Linked DNA regions of Gossypium hirsutum: region 1 is linked to region 2. The links are chromatin contacts, called in public Hi-C maps. All regions are on one chromosome and are shown on one strand. Each heading gives the region's core, a stretch centred on a gene start, on an enhancer-like site or on the middle of the called end of the contact. The rest is flanking DNA. Distances are from core to core; before and after follow the strand shown.

Region 1 (2,700 bases), core at 152-2,651, 79 kb before region 2:
AAGTGGTAGTAATGCTCCGAAACCCTATTCTGGCAGCGGATACGGGTTAGGGGCGTTACATGAAAACCCTTGTAGGTCTAAATTAGAAATTAATTCTACAAGGATGTGGGACACGGGCATGTCCTAGGGTGCTTAGGCCGTGCGAGCCACACAGGCAATCAACACAACCATCTTGAAATGGTCACACGGGCATGTTATCCTTCCACACAGGCGTATGCCCTGTTTTAAAAGCAAATTTCCTAATGTTGGTTTAAGGACCCGAAATGGTTTCGAATAGTTTTCAATGATCAATTTGAGGCTCTTAGGCCCATAATAAGATGATTAAAGTAGAAATTGAAAAGTTTTAATTTGGACTGAGTCTCGGTAATTTAAGATGGGTTGTATGCATGAGATCAAGTTAGGTAATGCCTTGTACCTAGCCCCGACGTGGGTTACGGGTAAAGGGTGTTACAGGACTTCATTTGAAGATTCTGCATGTGATCAAGTTATCATATATGATGAGATCCAATTTCTATAGAAGTCCAATAAATGAAAAAAATGCTTATTTAATGCCATATAGAAGTCTAATTGAAGCACAATTACAAGAGCATATATCGTTCACACTAGTTAGAGATTTGCAAGACAAAAATGCCTATTTAAAGAAGGCTTGTTTACTTGATTATGTACAAGTTGTAGAGAGCTCAAATCTACTTCATCTTAGAAACTTATTTTCAATGTAAATACATTGTAATCAAACTATTATGAGGTTTAACTTGTAGCTAAGTTTTCTAAGAGAAATACTTAGTGGGGAGAGTGATCTTTGTTAATGTATAAGAATGAAGTTACAGCTTGATAAATGAGTTGAACTTAAATCACGTATTATTTTGTTGATATATAATGAATTACTCTTTAAATAATACCTCATAAATATAAAACAAATTCTCAAACTGAATAATCAATCGTGTCTACTTTTAATATTTCAATTGTTGATTCAATTACAACTTAATTAATAATTGAGAACCAACTCAACCCTTTTCCTAATCAAATGATTACGGTAATATTTTTGTAACACTCTTCTTATACATATGTGTGTGTGGGCTTCTTTACCAAATTGCCTACAACTTTAACATTTAACCTTCAATAAATCTAAAAGCAGCTGGAATTATTAAAATACTTTGTTTTTATTGAAATTCAACTTTAGTAGCTAATTAATACATCTTAAAAAATGGGTCAAAATTTTAAAGAAGTCACATCACAGTGAGTAATGTAATGTAAGAAAATTTTGAGAGAGACTTGAAATATTAGATCTGACCCCACACCATTTACTGTACCCTTTTGCTTTCTTAATTGTGAGGACCCAAAAATCCTTCGAAATCTCCATTTTGGCCATACATAAATGGGACAATTTTTGGATGCCCTATGAATCAAGTAAGGCAAAGCTTCGTAGTGAAGTAATGTTAACTAAAGTTGGGTTTTAAATTCTTCATTGCAAATGTTACTTTAGCATATACTCTGACCATCCCATTTATTTGGCGTACCTTTCTTCTCTGCCCATCTCTTCATTTACAAACACAAGCTTCCTCCTCTCTCACTCTTACACAAGTTTATCATATCTTGTGTAAGTAAGAGTGCTGTTAAAACAGAACCCAACTTAAATTTCTTCTTCTTTTTTTTTCTCATTTAATTTCACTATATTGTACCCAATGGGGAGATCACCTTGCTGTGACAAAGTGGGGTTGAAGAAAGGACCATGGACACCAGAAGAAGATCAGAAACTCTTAGCTTACATTGAAGAACATGGTCATGGAAGCTGGCGTGCCTTGCCGGCCAAAGCCGGTGACTAAACCCTAGCCTTACTTTTCTTGCTTACTTCATTCTCATTCCTCTCTCGTTCTCAAATTTTCTTCTTTTACTTTCTGTTTAGGTCTTCAAAGATGTGGAAAGAGCTGCAGGCTTAGATGGACTAATTATCTCAGACCTGATATTAAGAGAGGAAAGTTTAGCATGCAAGAAGAGCAAACTATCATTCAACTTCATGCCCTTTTAGGGAACAGGTCAAGAAAATTTCATCACAATGTTGCTTAGTCAGAAATGATAGTTTTTTTTTTCTTTTCTTTTTCCATCAAGACCCTTGAATATATATTTCAGAGTTTTTGTCCGTTATCACTTTAAAAACATAGCTTGTTTTCTGAACTTGGGTGTTCTCAATTTCTCAACCTATTTTTCCATATTTGGTTGTCAAGTTTAAGTTAAAAATCTCGTTGGATTCAGCTGTATATATATTTGTATATAATGGCCGGACACAGTTACTTAGACGTTGAACTGCTGCCAGTCTACCCTATCACCTATAAAACCCTTCTTTATTTATAGTATGGTATCTTTAAAAGACTAATGGGTTTTATTTAACTCGCAAATCAGTTTTTTGTTTTCATTTTTCTTCCGTCATTTTCTTGTCTATCTGATCAATGGTTTTGTTTTTTTTATCTTTTAGATGATTGAAACATCGAAAGAAACTGTTTTGTGGGCAGTTGACGGTTTCTTTTATCTTGGTTTTGGATAAAGGGTTGTATTTTCTTGTGTCTGCAGGTGGTCGGCTATAGCCACTCACTTGCCAAAGCGAACAGATAATGAGATAAAAAACTACTGGAATACTCATCTTAAGAAAAGGTTAGCCAAATTGGGGATTGATCCGATCACTCACAAGCCAAAATCTGATGCTTT
Region 2 (2,700 bases), core at 54-2,553:
AATAGATTATTTTTGGTAACTCTCATGATTTGTTTTAAAAAATGAGAAGAAAATATTTTAAAAATCTTATTTTTTATTAATGTTTTTATTTATCTTTCTAATTTCAAGTTTAAATTTATATAAATTATTTTTTATTTAATGTCTAATTATATAATACATATTATGACACAGTTTTAATCATTTCTCTAATGCCAAAAGGAGACAAAATTTCACATCTTTTTATGATAATATTAGTTAGAATCTTGAAATTAATATTATAAATAGGGTAATTACAAATCTTGGCATACGAAATAAAAGATAGATAACTATGATTTTAAGTCAGATTTGATAAACCCCATCACTTTCATCTAAATTTTAGAGATTTGAAGTCTGTTTATTTCTTGACAAGTTGTTCAAAGGTTTGCTCAACAAATCAATTTATATCACAATTTTTTTTTTAAACAGTTAGCTGTTAAACAAGCATCTCTGGGGAGCACTTTTTGTTGATTAAACCGCTGAAGAAGGAAGGAAAAATTTAGAAAGCTTTGATCTGTTTTTCTATAGAAACCATGTTATATAACCTTTAAGTTTTCTAGAGTATTTGTATTTGTTCGTATACAAATATTCAAATATAAGTATAATGTAATATTATTTAAATAAATTAAAATTTTTTAAAACAATTGCATATACTTATCGAACTAATCTTTCAGCATTAACATATACAACCTAAGAGAACCAGGCTGCTTTATTCAAAACCTATCCATTGTCATTGATATAATTCAGTCAATGTGCTAGCCTTCACCAAGAAGCATAGAGCAAATATATAGTCTATAAGTTATATTAGACGTCTCCCAATGCTAGTCTTTATCTAGCCTAAGTTTACTGGCACCTTAATTGAAAGCTTCAACTTAATGGAAAAAGGGGAAATGAATGCAACAAAAATATAATATTCAAGTCTCATATTTACTCCATTTCTGATTCTCTTGGACACAAGACATATTTATATGGATATCAGACTTAAGTCTCTGAGGCAAACTGATAATATTAAAGAAAAAATCTGCAAGAAGCATTGGTTCACGTTTCTTGCTTAAAAATCTTATCTACAATACATTTTCTTCATGTTCTTGTCAATTAAATTAGCTTAACTTTTCAAATGTTCCACCCATTTTGACGACTTCATCATGTTTCTATCTAAATTATTTTTGAAATTACATTTGTATTATTTATTGAAAAAGCTTTCAAAGGGGAGGCTATTGAAGCCTTGACGGATCAGGGTCAAGAAGATTTAATTACTATGGGCTCAGTATTGGTATTGGATCAGAATAAAGGGCTAGAAACACAAATAGTTGAGGGCAATGAAATGGACTTAAATGAGAAAGAAATGCAGATTCCAATCAATGAAGGGAACCCAAAGTTAAATCAAAATTCAACATTTTTATAAGAAATAGAGGAACCAAGGGATCGGGTTGCAGCATCTGAACTTGAAGAGGAACTTTTCCAAATAAGACAAAACAAAAGAAATAAGAAAGTGTTGAATGAGAGAATTAGATTTATGCAGAAGATTCAGGATACAGTGCTCACAACAAAAGAAAAGCTGAAGAGAGATAGGGGAATGAGAAAATTAAAGGGAAATGGGGATTCCAGGAACGACGAAAGCATAGCAAACCTATCGTTATCGGACTCAGACATCAGTAACAGAAGAAAAGTCATTGTTAAAGAAGCGAAGAAGACGTGGGAGGTGGGGAAAAAATTGGGGTTTAGTGTCCAAGGCGATGAGGAGATAGTAATCGAAGAGATAATGAGGATTGAAGGGCAGCAATAGGGAGCTATCAAAGACAGAGGGAGGAGGAATTCAGGATAATTGGTGAGTGGCTGGTTTACTGGATTTTACTTTATTTAATTAGTTCGATTGGAAATATGAGATTTGTCTCCTGGAATATCAAAGGGTTGGGGCCTGTAGCTAAAATAGAAGCTGTCAATAGATTAGTGAGAAAGACTATGGCAAATGTCTGCTTCCTTCAAGAAACTAAGTTAGAAATGGTGTCAATGGATTTAGTTAGAAAATTTTGGGGCGATGACTATTTTGAATTTAAATTTGCAGCTGCAATAGAAAGGTAAGGAGGATTGATAACAATATGGGATAAAGGTATGTTTACAACCAATATGGAGTTTAGTGGGAACAAATTTATTGTAATTGAAGGAAAGTAGGTGTGTGAAAGGATGAAGGCAGTATTGATTAATGTATATGCTCCTAACAATCTGTCAGATCAAAAAATTCTTTGGGAAGATCTATATGGGTTTAGAAGTAAATTTAGTAATGCATGGATAGTAGGTGGGGATTTTAACATGGTGAGAAATAGAAGTGAACGAATCATCTGTTCGGGCATAAAGAAGGGGTCAAAGGAGTTTGGTGACTTTATTGATAGATGTAAATTGGAAGATTTGCCGTTATTGGGGAAAAAGTTCACATGGATTGGTCCGGACAATAGACGTAGTAGACTTGATAGATTTTTACTAGAGGAAGAATGGTTGGTTCAATTGAAAGACTTACAACAGCAAGGACTAAACAGAACGATATCGGATCACATACTAGTTTTGTTGGTAAATGAAACAATCGACTGAGGACCAAGACCTTTCAAGTTAGTTAATGCATGGTTTAAAAAGCAAGATTGTAGGAGACTAATTGAGAATGAATGGTCGGGAATGGGTAGTTTAAAAGGG

Evidence for each region. Hi-C and Micro-C count contacts between places; a contact is called where the count stands out from the background.
Region 1: a contact with region 2 is called in a Hi-C map of leaf, with 3 times the contacts expected there. The contact joins the promoter of LOC107896884 here to the enhancer-like site in region 2. A contact is called at or near these places in 10 of 34 Hi-C or Micro-C datasets (anther, hypocotyl, leaf and 2 more).

The regions. Positions count from the first base shown.
Region 1 is chrA10:89,531,967-89,534,666 of Gossypium_hirsutum_v2.1, reverse strand. It overlaps LOC107896884 (transcription factor MYB16), which reads left to right and starts at 1,401. Exons shown (of 3, transcript XM_016822182.2): 1 at 1,401-1,815; 2 at 1,904-2,033; 3 at 2,566-2,700. The coding sequence starts at 1,683.
Region 2 is chrA10:89,452,569-89,455,268 of Gossypium_hirsutum_v2.1, reverse strand. No RefSeq gene overlaps it. Among protein-coding and RNA genes, the nearest start is that of LOC121208361, 5.1 kb to the left of the region's middle. Within about 2 kb of position 1,303, at least 5 of the 9 cell types and tissues checked have an H3K27ac peak or open chromatin away from gene starts, as enhancers often do. A contact at or near this core is called in leaf, where this site is marked.